Regions from separate parts of the Danio rerio genome. Here region 1 is linked to region 2. The links are chromatin contacts, called in public HiChIP or PLAC-seq maps. All regions are on one chromosome and are shown on one strand. Each heading gives the region's core, a stretch centred on a gene start, on an enhancer-like site or on the middle of the called end of the contact. The rest is flanking DNA. Distances are from core to core; before and after follow the strand shown.

Region 1 (7,336 bases), core at 4,199-6,698, 130 kb after region 2:
AGAAGTCTGAAAAAGTAAATAATGACAACATTTACATTTTAGGGTTAACTTCCCCATTACAGGTGACAAAGGGGATAGAAATATCAACTCATATAATCTAAAACCAGAAATAAACCCATTTAAAAGTGAACATATTATATAAATATCTCCTACCTAAAGCTGTCATTAGTTTACACAAACTACAATATCTTATTGGAGTTTGGAGTTCAGTGTGTCACAAATGTAAGGTATTAGCCTTTTTCTGTGATCAAACAGCTGAGGAATGACCTTCGTGACTTAAACTGACAAGAGGATTCATTTTTTTAAACAGAGGTTGAGAGGTCAAGAAACTTACAGCTGAAAAGGAAAAGTCAACGCTAGCCTGACAACATGGAAAAGTTGAGAGAATCAAAGCGCTGTTTTTGTCCCCTATGATGACAGCTGTTAGCAACTATGCTAGCAAATAGCATTCATTGTTTGTGGCTGTAGTGTCAATCTGGCAACTGACTAAAGAATGAAAAGACCTTTTTTGGATACTAGATGGTCATACAGACAGTTGTTATTGCAGATATGAACGTTGTCTAGAATTCTCAATTCTGATTGGTCTGTCAACGTGCTAAGGTATTTTCTTCCAAGATAACAACCTCTAAATAACGCAGGTCCATCTGGGAACTTCAAAATCATCTTAATTGTCAGTGAATACCATGAATAATATTTTAATGTTTTGTGGCAAGTACCTGTGTAATAAGCAGGATAAAGTACATCAAGCAGGGTTATTTAAAGCCCTTCAGTCTTATAGACCAGCACTCTCATTTGAATCTGGCTGCCGATAAGCCTGTCAGGCTCTATTCTAAGAGAACAACCTCCTGGATGTACTTTATCTTTAACATGAAGCCTGACAGGCAGCTGTATACGAATAAAGGGCTTTATTCTGTGAAAAAACAACTTGCTGGATATACAATATCCCTTTAACTACAAAGTTATCTGCAGCAAAACTGATCTATTAGACACAAAAAAAATTATTTGATCAATAATAATTTACAAGCTCTTTAATATTAAACTAAAGCTTACAGAAAGCAAATGTGTTCTTATAACAAAAGCCTGGATGCAGCCTACACTAACCTACTACTACTATTATTATCATTATTATTATTATTATTATTATTATTATTATTATTATTATTATTATTATTATTATTATTATCATCATTATCATTATTATTATTATAATTATTGTTATTATTTTATTCAGTGGCATGACGGCACCAAACAGTCAAGAATACTGGATTGACAGAGATGAGCATATAAATATATAAATATAATCACTAACAATCAAGATGATTCAAAATACCCAGATAAGCTTGTGTTAAAGTCCCTTTAAGGCAAGTCATTTCACTTTGTGTCCATCTTTGAAACACCTCTTTTGAAACACCTCTCGGACAGTATGCTCAGGCATTCTGTTTGATAGGGCCAACATTAATATCACCAAAATTGCTTGCCAAGCTTACGATTACATTTCTTATTAGGAATCACCAATAAAATTAGACAACAACAACTGTATCTTTAGTTTTATTTCTAAATGTTCGAATATCACAAAATCTGCAAAAACTCACGTCTGGTCCGAGAACTTCCCCTGGAGAATCCTCAGTCTATAGCGACTATAGCAGTACAGTACTAAAAGGCAGGGCTTCATTCGCAAAATGGACCGTTACACTACTGCCCATTCAAAACGAGTATACGAGTGACACATCTTGTGTATTCTATAGTCTTTGACCAATCAGATTCAAGTATGCCAGATCAATTAACACAGATGTAAACACTTTTGTAATCATACCGATTAGGTTTGACTAAATTAAATTGTGCTAAAGTCATATAGCAATGAAACGATTATCCAGCACAACAATTATGTGTTTTATGCATTAATTTCTTAATGTACTTGAAGTAAAAATAATCATATTAACTTTACTACAACTAACCATCTTCATAGTTAATGTTTCATAGTTTTTTTTTTTTTTTTGGAAAATGGTTATTATTTGTATAACCACAGTTTTGCTACAAATACCATGTTTAAGCTGTAGTTAATGTAGCAAACCGTGGTTAATGTGTGGTTACCATAATTTATCTGCAATAAACATGTGTTTTGGGGTTTTATTAAAAGCATGGTTCATTTATGTAAGGGTAATGGCTGTTAAAATATTAAAATGCCAAAGGCAAGGTGTAAAGTTAATCTGATTTGGTCAGCATTTATTAACTGCATAATGAGTGTCAAAAAGTATAAAAGCTGTGTGTCTCTGATATCGGCTACACACATATTCAGCAGAATCATTAATGTACTAAAGCACAAGATAATAGCTACATAAAGATGTGTCTGGAGATTTTTATGACTGATATCGCTACATTAAAAGGAAGGAAGTCTAGTAATGGCTAATTACACCCAAACAGCCATTGGAGAGGATGGTCTGGAAATATTAAACTTTGCCTTCCTGTAAATCCTTAAAATCTTTAAATCGCAATCATTGTTCCTTCTCTAATTTCCATCTGACAAATTCAGCAATTAGTGATGGTCACGATGTGCCTTTGCATATGTTGACACTCACACTGCGCTGTTTTATATGGTACATGTTATGAAAATGATATCTCAGCTTATTAATTGGAAGAAACATTGGATATGTCTCCACAGTGGACTATTTAAACATTTATGTTAACTGACAAAATGTATTCATTTATGCATATTTAAGTTTGCAAGGCCTCTAATGGTAATATGTCATGTGAAGCTGTTTGCTGAGAGAGCTCGTGACTCTTCCCTAGGGACAAACACGCGGCTAATTGGTCCTTCCACTATTGAATAACAATAGGGAAAGTCTTGCAGTGAAAAAGAGTTTACATTTTTAGCAATATAAATGAAGTATAACATTCGTTAATGGTGATGACTTATATATTTTTGGTGGCCATAAAACTGTATGAAAATTACAGTGCCGCACTTCACATTACAAATAGTCCAGTCTTTGTGATTTTATAATCATAATAAAGTTTAGGCTAAAGCATGCTAAAGTTGCAATTATACAAATCTTTGTGATATTAAATCACATTAAAGTTTAATAGCTATAGCCATATTTATTTTCTTAGGCATTCAAAGTCTTTGTGATTTTGTGATGTAATTATGCTAACATTTTTAGTGGCTAAACCACATCACATACTAAAGTGATGATAGAAGTTTCTGCAAACTGATACTCATGCTAAAGTTTAGCAGCTAATCCAAATTCTAGCCCCGATAGCATTTAGCAAAGTGTGTTTAAAGAACATTTCATCAGGAAAATATCTGCTGTGTACAATCATCTAATAAACATTTTATGATCATTTAAAATCCTAAACATCCTAAAGACATAGTCTATAAGTTTAATTAGCATCTTGCAGGCATACTGAAGATGAGCAAACGCTCAGCAAATCCATTGTGTTCCATATGTAAACACAAACACCAACACAAGATCTTTGTGGCGTATGTGTGCTATCACGGAAGGCATTAAAATAATTATTTGCAGTTTTATAATAATGCTGAAAAATTAAAATTTAGAAGCTAAATTATATCGCATTATAATAATTATTTACAAATTTTAAGTTACCGGCCAGCTAGTGAGTATTGTTGTAACTCACTAAAACGTTTTTACTAGATTTTAGCAATTATGAAAGATAATTTTAGACCTGGTGCTTGCTTATGTTTATATAAGGTTGATTAATTAACTTTTGTATTTACTTAAAATTATTTCATGAGTATATTTATTCATTATTTGTAATTCCAAACATGATAAATTATTCGTTTTTAAATCACATTAGAATTAATCAATCCAGAACACTAAACTAAAATCTATTATTATTCCAAAACAAAAATAATGCAGCCTAATGGATAAACCATGCCACTAAACCGGACTGCTGACGCTTTTGAAAGGAGGGAAAAAATCACTGTGAGGTTACTTGGAAACGTCACGCAAGCAGATATCGAGTAATTCAGGTGATGCGGAGTCCAACGTAATATCTCCCCCAAGACACACACACACACACACACACCACACGCACACACACCTATCTATCTCCCCCTGCCGCTGTCTTTCTTCCTCACACTGCTTCACACACACACACACACATACTCACGCATGCACGCTCTCACACGCAAGCGCTACACACGAACACTCTCGCGCACGAGATCCAGCGGACGCTGACAATAATTCATGTTTTCCTATCCAGATGTGGACTTTGCCGAGCGTCCCTGTGCGCATTTGCATAGCTCAAAGTTAAATGCGCTTGAAAACTTCTCCAACTCTTTGCGTCATAGTGAAAGTTAATGACTGGCAATCACACAAACAGTGCGTGCATGAGCGCCGTGCGCTGTCGGCCGCGGACTGCAGCAGTAAATCCCCGCGCGCTCTCCGCGGCGACATCAGCCTGATAATATCCTCTCAGCGAACAATGAAGCGCACATTTTTGCCTAATCCCACCGCGACGAGTTGCACAAATCACCTCAAATCACGAGCGACTAAACATCAAACTGCAAATACATTCAAGACACCCTCTATTTAACGATATACAGCAATATTCAAGAGCACAGCGTTTTAGTAACGCACAGGTGTGCAGCTGCTGGAAGAGCAAAAGTTCCGCGTCTATAACATAACGCATCATCAACTACAATACCACCTGTCGTTACATGCTGGAGGAGCAACTATCATAAACGTCATCGGCATCATAATTTTACTAGCAAATTATTCAAGAGAGTGATAAGTTTGCACAGCCCACCAAAGCATTTAAATACATTTACGATTTGTATATTCTGACAATTGATTAAATCGCGTTGTACAGAGTCAAAGCGATATTACTTCCTGGGAAGCGCGAGCGCGTTTCCATAGGAAAATAAAGCTCAGATTTGCGAGAACGAGCCAATATTGCGCGGTCGCTTAATTACGAGTCGGATCCTTATTTAATTTGACATTAAAGCAGCACAAAAATACCTTTTGTCTAGACTCAATGATCTGAAACCTGGGTCTCTGCGGTGCCAGTGAACGGTCTGCAGCAGCACGCCTGACAATGTACGGCACAATCATTCTCCCGTTCTCCCAGCCAACGAAATCGTTAGGAAGATGACATCCCAACTTTGAGCAGACTTCAACAAAGTATGATTCCCCCCTTTCCATGTATCTGCATATTTGCAAACACTGGCCCCTTTTTTATTCGCACCTACCAAGGCAGATCCGAGCGGAGGGGAGGGCTTCCACTGTCCGAGCGCCCCTTCTCCAAGCCTGTCGTTGAGATTGATGGCAAAAAGAAGGGAGAAAAAGCTTATTCTCGACTTCCAGAAATCATGGAGCCTTCGACCGAGCCGAGCGCGTGAGGAAGAGAATGGTGAATTATTGCTAAACGTACTTTCTGGGAAGCTGAGCGTGTGGGCTCACCAACCTTTCGATTCTCGCAATCCCACCTCTACATCCAGAAGAACATGCAAACACATTTCATAGATTTTTGGAGCTTCACGTAAAAACCGAACTGGACTTTCGGCGACGCTGAGGCGGAGAAAATACACAGATAAACAAAGACATCTCGCGTTTACGCGGCGCTTCTTTTCGCCGACGTTTTAAATGTCGGACCTTAAACTAAAGGGTGTTTCTCGATGTGCACGTGCTTTGTGAATGATTTGCGGGTTAATGTGACGGAAGGAGATCTGTGTCGCTTCTGTTTCTCTGTGCGCTGAGCAGCCTGTGATTTTTTTTCTCCAGGAGCAAAAGTTGATATGTCGTCATACCGCTTTAAGACTGAACTTCCCTTCAACACATTCATATTTACCATCAAACAATGTCAGAAGGATGCACGTGGTGACTGCATGACTTTGTAATCCTACTATTTGTTTTCATTTTGGGATGTTTTTATGTATTGCTCGACGGAATAAATTAATATGAAATAATAAAGTATTAAAAGTGCATTATGTCTTGCGCTTTTAGAAACTTTGTTATGCAAATAATATAATAATAATATATTTTTTTATGATTTTAGGCTTGGTGTCAATAAATCCCCAAGTACATTCCAGCTGCTACCAAAATTTTATGGGGTGCTTTTTACCTATATCAGTGGTGGTTAATCAATGATCTGTGAGTATTAAAATTAAATATTTTAGAAATAAATAACAAGTTAATCCATCACAGTTGATTTCACTTTGTAATTATACTAATAGTAAGTTGGATGATATCATTAAGTAGCCCAACATAAACTGAATATAATTTCTTTAAAAAAAAGGGTTTAATGATTTTTTTTAATTATTATTCATTTAAGTTTTAAAAAGCCAACATCATCGGCTGTTACACGAGCTTCAGGCAATTTGCCATTATCATGTGACAAGAAAGTGATACAAAATTTTCCCCAGTTTTACATTCTGACATGTCGACAAGTGTTGTCAGAACAAATGCTTGTTCACACAGATTAATGAATTCGACTAAAATCACTGTTCATGCCACACCAGTAGTAGGCGATGTCACTTTGTAAATAAACACTATGCATCTGCGCACATGTGATCCTATAGACCATCCACTTGTTAAGTCGTGAAAAATGAAATACTGTTTTCAGGTCCAAGCCGCGAATATATTCGCTTATGACCACTTTTTAGTCATATCACACATTAAAGTGAATTTTATAAAGTATCATAATGTAGCCTACACAACATTGTCTGAATTTTCTGCATCAAAGACATTCATTCATTCATTTTCTTGTCGGATTATTCCCTTTATTTATTCGGGGTCGCCACAGCGGAATGAACCGCCAACTTATCCAGCACGTTTTTACGCAGCAGATGCCCTTCCAGCCGCAACCCATCTCTGGAAAAAATCCACACACACACTCATTCACTATGGACAATTTTAACCTACCCATTTCACCTGTACCGCATGTCTTTGGACTGTGGGGGAAACCTGGAGGAAACCCACGCGAACGCAGGGAGAACGTGGAAATTCCACTCAGAAACGCCAACTGACCCAGCTGAGGCTCGAACCAGTGACTTTGCTGTGTGGCAACAGCACTACCTACTGCGCCACTGTGTCGCCGCATCACAGACATCAACATTTTAATATTTTTTTTAAATATTAATCACTTTCTGGCAATCGGATATTAGGCATGGATATCTTGCGATCGTGATTTTTGAAAGTATTACATCATTTGTAAACATTTATTATCACCATTTGTTGAGTCTCCCCATGCAGTTTGATAGAGCACTTGGACCCGGAAGCCGCTTCATGTGACGTCACACTTAACAAGTGGACTGTAATCTAGTATCCATGCATCCATGACGTGAAGACTGAACACACTATTTTTATGCACTTAATGTCAC
Region 2 (7,336 bases), core at 1,560-4,059:
ACTTCATGTATTAAAATGGTAATATTGTTAAGGATCTCCAATTATTACAAAACAATATTTATGCTTCTATTAAAGTATTATGATCATGAAAGAAGATTTTTGAATATTTTTCTTTGAAAGTTACAGTAACATCAAGAATGAAGTTTCCAAACATGTGAAATGCACCTGTCAACATTGGGGTGTGAAGTAGGAAATAATAATTTTAATATTATGTGTGTATGTCTGTTCAAACACACACACAAACCCCAGTGTCCACTTTCGCTTTTTTTAAATAGCATGTACAGGATCTGTTTGGGAAACAGTGTCTATTTATCACTGTGGAAAGGTTTTAGACACTGCTACATGAACTGACTGTTTTGAGGATTGCATACGAGTGGCAGCGCCGCCAGTAATGGAAAAAAGGGGAATCTCTTTATATTTATTAAAAAAGGGAAGTTTTTATATTTATTTCAAAGTGTTTTCATGCCTAAATAAAATGAAAGCACAGATCAGATTCACATTTAAGAGTCAAGGGCATCCCCTGGTGGTTCGGCGGTATGAGTTTTGTAATAGGGAGGATCGGCTCAGCTCTTCAGGGTGTTTTCACACTTGCACTTTTGGTCCACACCCGGGTTAATTTGACGTCAGAGAGCGGTACATTTAGCTAAAGTGAACGATGTCATCTGAACTGGGGTGCACTCCCATGAACTGTACCCGAGCCTGCCTGAAAGAGATGGTCTGTGGTATAGTTCGTGCGTACTCTGGTCGAGTTCACTTCTGATATGAATGTAATTGTACCAAAGAACAGAAGTGAACTGCCAATTGTAAAAAACTGTAGTTTTCATAATGTTCATTAATGTGTGTATGTCTGTGTATCACCAAACGTTACCTTGGTGACAAGCGGGACTGAGCCAGGGCAAACACAGTGATAATGTCTCCTCCAAAAACAACGTCTGCAGACATTGCGTTATGTTTTTAATATTATTTGCGGCAAATAGACACATCTCGCTCTCTGTATGTTATCAAAATCAAAAGATTCACTAGAAGCACAATTACCGTGATGTGCGTACGTCTTTCCATTTTGTCATCTTGGAACTAAGTGTGAACGCACCCTTCATAGAAAGATGAAAATCTTGGAGAAATACGGGAAAATATCTTTACAAGATGATATCGGGATAGAATTTAAAATACGGGAGATTCCTGGGAAAAACAGGAGGGTTGAAGGATATGGTGAGATGCTATTTTAATTCCAAAAAAATCACATTTTTATTTTTAAATTTAATTTGCAATCAATTATTTAATTAATCATTAACCCTTTAATAATTCACCCAAAAATTAAAATTCTGCCATTATTTACGTTCCATTTACTTGTTTTAAACCTGTTTGACTTTATTTCATCTGTTGAACACAAATGAAGTTATTTTGAAGAAAGCTGGAAACCTGTAACCATTGCTTTTATAAGCTGCATTTCCACTGTCGGGCCAGTGCGAGCCAGGGTTTTTACCGCCAATAGCTCCCAGCGTATCATGCAAACCCCACCCCCAGAATGTTTTCTGAACCAAATGTCTCACAACCCGCCCATTGTATGTTTTCCTTCTACTGAAGTCAATGGCTACTGGTTTACGCATGTCATTTTCAGGACAATCTACTACATGACAATTGTCGATTCAGCATGTTCAGTTGGTGAAAATAAGATCTGACCAAGAAAACGCACTAATCTACCAAAACAATTGGTCAGGTTTCATCAGTGTCACTGTAGTGTGAATTAGCCTTTACAGTACCAGATATGAAAATTGCCACTGGAAATACTCACTTAATTGTAAATGTTAAAATTATTTTTGGAAAGAAAAGTGAGTTAAAATTGATTTATCATCTAATCCTAATTATGTGCAATAACTACAATAAGCGTGTAGTTTAAATGTCAATGTTTTTATTTAATTTTGAAAAAAGAAATTTAAGCTGAGTCATAATGCAGTAAACATAAAAAACACTTATACTTTATTAAATTATATTATCTTATTATAGTACATTATACTATATTATAAATGATACTTGTTTGTATGACAGCTGCCTGCACAATTTCTGAGTCAGAAAGCAGAAAGGACAAAAGCCAGAAACAAGAATCTACAAAAACCTACAGCTGATATCTTTTGGCTTCGTATTTGTCTAAAATCTTCTCAAGTTCATCCAAAAACGAGCTCTTGATCAGCTCATGGGTGTTTTTCTTCAATGAGCATTCGTTCTGAACACTGTCCTACCTCAGCAGATGTTATGACTCACTCCAAACCCAAAACCTGCGCCATCCAGTGTGCATTATTAGAAATTGCACACACAATTCCTGTAGTTGGTGTTGCGCCCCCTGCTGGACATACAAACAAAATACAGCCCATAAACTCCAAAAACCCTCCATGTCCCCATATTACCTAGAGCAGGTAAAGTAAACGAACTCTTTTATTTTTGTGTATGTGTGTGTGTGTGTGAATATAATATCTTATCACCTACTCTAAGAATTCGATGCACAAAAAATGTAATTATGCAAATAAAAAATATGGGTATAATTGAATAGTTTTTTATTTTGTAGCTCAGCTCCAAAACGCGCAAATCACGGAAATGTGTGTGAGTAGCGTACATGTTCATCCTGGCATGTGCGTGAATGCAACAGCTTCCCACAGCTGCTCGTTCCGTCTCTGCACGCACGTGAGTGAGTGTGTGTGTGTGTGTTTGTGTGTGCGTGAGCATTTGAGAGTGTGTCTGTGTGAGTGTGAGTCCCTTCACTTCACCTTCAGAGGGAAGGACACACATTCCAGCGCTGCTTCCCGACTCTGGCCCTGGGCGACGCTCGGCCGGAGCTGATAAGTGACAGGGCCCCCAGCCTCCCCCTTCCTCCTCCTCATGCTCCCCCTGGCAGGCGTGACCCCCCCGCGGCCCGGCTCAGCGCACAGACATGCCGCTCCGGAATTCTGCCCTCTGCCCCACTTCTAACCCTCCTCGCTCACAGTGGTGGGGGCATTTAAAGAGATAGCGTGCTTTTAAACAGATCACGAACTGCCTTTTTAATGATCTGTAAGGTCTGCTGATAAATTTATCAAGTTTTTTTTTTTTTTTTTACATTAAAAACATCTTGATATAGAAGGAATATATTATTTTGGGGGGTGTTTTGACCTTCGTTATTTGAACAAGCTGTTTGAATGGGTTTGGTGGATTACAGACTCAAGTAAATGCCCACTGCTGTGATTGGATAATTGTTGTGCATATTTAACAAAATATAAAAAATCTGAGGTAAAATGAAGTGAAGATCTTACTCGAGCAGTCTAAAACTTCATCCAAAATAAAGTTCAACCTCTCATTCCTAATAGAGAATTGTTATTGCTTGGTTTCTGTGTAGACCTGTATTTGATCATGGTTATATAGAGTCAGGACACACCAAGCTGAGGGTCAGCCGTTGGGCTTTGTCGGTCTGTCGCTTAGGCTAGTTGGTTTGGTGTGTTCCATATATCAGCTCTCATCAAGTTAATGTCGGATCTTCGACCAGAGTAGAAATAGTTTTTTCCTTCACTTTCGTCAGTTGGTGAAGTTTGTTCCTCATCACTGTTGCCACTGGCTTGCTTGGTTTGGGACTTGTGGAGCTGCGCATCGATGTATTTGCTTCCCAGTGTTTGGACTTTCAGCAGTGAAAATTAAACCAGACTGAACTGAACTCTCTAAAAACTATTTTAATTTCAATCTACTACAACTTCTAGGTTAAGCTGCTTTGACATAATCTGCATTGTAAAAGCGTTATAGAACTAAAGATGAAATCTTGTTGGCCCGATCCAGCATGTCAAATCTGCATAGGACAGTCAGGTGAAGAGTGCGCTCTGACTGGTTACACAGCAACGAAACAGAGCACGAGTGTATTGTATAGCAAGTAAACAGTTCAAGTCAAGAAGGAACACGAAGACGCCTGCTGTAATTTTGCTCCATTTCTCAAATATTCAAATCGCTCTATGCTGAGTGACAATAGCTGTGTCCCAAATTGCACACTATGCACTTATGCACTATGTACATATGCACTTACACCTTCAACAGCATAGTATATGTATGCAGTGTCATCCCAAATGAAATGCTAACATTTTTTTTCCTAAGCCGAAATTCAAACCATTTCCCAGGTGACATTTGACGGTTGCCAAATTAGTAAAATAAATGACTAAAGTAGCAAATAATACCTGCCATGAGTCTAACCACATTCATCATCAGGAGGTGCTATAATCACTCTCATAGGAGAATTTTGCTTTGAGAAATAAATGATGTAATCCAACATGTGCGCCCGATTGCTCCGCCCCTTCCGCTTCATGAGCAAAGCTGCGACTTTTGAGTGCATCAAGTTTCCATCATTCCACACTTCATTTTAACGATTGAATAAGTGCATCATGCAGGTAATTAAAGTGAACTTATTATTTACAGTTTTTAGTGTGAACTTACACTATTTATACTTCAAAACGGCATATAAGTATGCAATTTTGGATGCACCTATTTTCTGTTATAAAGGTACCAAATGCTAATTTGTTTATGGTTTGTCTGTGCATCAGAAATTCGATTTCCCTTTGTGAAATAAGAATACACTACCCTCCACACAAAAAGACGTGTCTTTGCAGAACGCGGCTCTAGTTTCAGTCGGCTTTCTTCTGTTTGGTGTGTTCACATGCAGCTTTTTGTCCATATGCAATCCAATGTGAGGTGACAACACAGTTGGGTTTCATTGATGCCAGTTGTTGGCGTCAACTTGGTGTGTCCTGACCCTTACCTTTTAGAGTGTACTCACACGAGGCAAAGTTGTCACACTTCTCTCTCTCCTCTCCATCTCGGCCCACACTCACATAGAATTTTTTTGCCTTCAGAGCTTGAGCATGCCTACGTCATCGATGATGTGACTCTCTCTCCATACAATGCAGTACAATAGAGATTGCTCTAGTTATATTATTTTGTATTACTTTAAACCGTTTGTGATGCAGTGACGCACAGTCACATCTTTTGCTGAACGCATCCACCACTTTTGACGCTAATAAATGATCATGAAAGTCATCGTGAACAAGCAACGGCTTTGCACCTTTGATAAACCAAATGATGGTTTGATGACTGGATAGAATGATTAATAAATCCATATGAAACAGTCCCTTAAAAGTGAAGTCAAGTCTTTAGTTTTGCACTCTAGTGCACTACTAGCGTACTGCGCCAAAGTCCAATCGAACCAGGCTCTGGCACACCTCTTCCAACCAGGCCAGGGTTGGCCAACTGAACCGCACCTGGGTCCGATTCGGAGCACTCACACTTGTCAAACAAACTGGAAAATTGGGGATTAAATGTGCCTTGCATGATTCGAAAAGCCTAGTGTGAGTACACCCATACCTTCATGTAGAAAAATGTGAGTGTTGATCATTTTCTGTGGAGGTGGAGTTCAGACTCACTATTGAACATTACCACATTGCTGTTGTTTTGGCAGATTGACTACAATATAAGGTGATTTTATGGTAAAGTTTGTGTTCTGAAACTCACAGAATTTTTTTTTTTAGACATAATACAGTGACCTTTCATACTGTACATTTAAAAGATCAAACAAATTTAGATCTCTCAGTTCATGGTCCACAGCACAACTCGGCTCTTCATTCTGCTTATGGTGTCTATGGTGAAATTGAAAACATCCCTATCAATGTGTTCTCATTTTCACAGACACGCACAGCAGTTATTGATGGGGCAGGCGGGTTTTGTTGCGATCAGGTGCTTACAGGCTTTGTCACAAGTGATTGCGCGGGGGCAGTTTTGGCCGGTCTGGATGAAGCATTTGGTTTCAGCAGAGCTTTGAAGGGGCTGACAGCTCTGTGAAACGCTCTCAGGTTCGGCGAGGTTATGGGAGGATGGAAAACGGCGAGAGGCGCAGTCGTTACGCTGGTGTCAGCTAACAGCAGGAACTGTGTGTATGTGTGTGTGTGTGTTATGGACGCACACATGCGTGTGTTTGTAGGACACAGAACGGACTACTAGTGGGGCGTGGAAAATGCGGTGGAACAAACAGCTTCAGATCACGAGTGTGACTGTGTGTGTGTGTGTGTGTGTGTGTGTGTGTGTGTGTGTGTGTGTGTGTCCGCCTCAGTCGCTGGAGCCTGTCCAGGGTTTCTGTGGCGACCACACAACACAGTGAGACAATCAGTGGCAGAGCCCACGCAGAGCGGCGAGAGGACATTAACACAGGAACCACAGGTCAGGGGCCACGGGGAGACTGAGAGAGAGGGAGAGAGGGAGGAAAGAAGAGGAAGATCAAGGGGCAGGGCTTCAGAAGCAAGACACTGAATCACGTCAAACACATCTGGGTCATGTTCTGTGCCAAAATAAAAAGGAAAAAATAGACATTTTAATGTATTTTACTTACTAAATTATTGTAGATAAAAAATAATTCAAACATCATTTTATTGATATTTATAGTATTTGAAATATTAGCCTTTTATTTTTTGTATTTTCAATTTTGTTTGCAGGACCTATCATTTGAATTTATTTATTGTACACACGTCTGTCTGATTGTCTGTCTGTCTATTTTTTTTACATTTATTTATATATATTTATTGCAACAAAAGATATGTGATTACATTATGAAATATTAAATTACTGTAAATAACTTTAAATATTTGAAATATTATAATGCCTTTTATTTTGTGCCCAATTTGCCTTTTAATGGCTCTTTTTTTGTGTCAAATTCTATTCATCTTCATTATCTGTACCCAAGGTTAAAGAGCGAATGATGAGAAACAAACTAGGTCTTAAAGTGAGAGACTAATTCAGTTTTGTCTGCTTGAAAGCTGATGTTTTCATGATTCAACACTGGGACATTTCCACTGACACAGCCACACACGTGGGGTTGAGTCTTTGACCAGGGTGTGTTTTTTAGGAGAAGAGGTAAAATGTGTGTCGTAGTTTGTATGTGTAAAGGAGAAAGGGTATATGTGTTTGTGAGAGCGAGCGAAAGAGAGCGAACGCACTCACACATCTGTGTCCCCTGGGGACGTGGCTAAAAATAAGCAGCTCCTCAAGCCTTCTGGTGTCTGAGCAGCGTCTGTCTGCTCTCCGCCGCCATCCCTGCGGCCCTCCTCTCCTCATCTTCCATCCCTCCATCTCTCAATTACACACACATACACACAGTGTAACCACACACACTCTTACGCACCCATAACCGTGTACACACACACACACACTCACCAACTACACCCAGCTGCGTCCCTGCTCTACTTCCTGCGCCGACGACCTCCGGTCTGGCAGTCGGCAGCCCAGGAAAAAAACACACTGAATGAGAGCAGAGAAAGAAAAAAAAAGGATAGAACAGAGTGCGAAG

The links. HiChIP or PLAC-seq counts read pairs in DNA pulled down with a chosen protein or histone mark.
Region 1: an H3K4me3 HiChIP or PLAC-seq map of gastrula embryo shows a contact between it and region 2, with 7 times the contacts expected there. The contact joins the promoter of cxxc5a here to the enhancer-like site in region 2. A contact is called at or near these places in 6 of 18 Hi-C or Micro-C datasets (embryo, fibroblasts, hematopoietic stem cells and 2 more) and 3 of 4 datasets of contacts at active chromatin or transcription factors (embryo, gastrula embryo and pancreas).

What each region holds. Positions count from the first base shown.
Region 1 is chr21:32,008,217-32,015,552 of GRCz12tu, forward strand. cxxc5a (CXXC finger protein 5a) reads right to left here and starts at 5,449. Exons shown (of 3, transcript XR_012397226.1): 1 at 5,207-5,449.
Region 2 is chr21:31,878,097-31,885,432 of GRCz12tu, forward strand. The region is part of intron 7 of zgc:100829; the gene reads left to right. Among named protein-coding and RNA genes, the nearest start is that of zgc:100829, 39 kb to the left of the region's middle. Within about 2 kb of position 2,810, at least 27 of the 62 cell types and tissues checked have an H3K27ac peak or open chromatin away from gene starts, as enhancers often do. A contact at or near this core is called in gastrula embryo, hematopoietic stem cells, pancreas and 1 more, where this site is marked.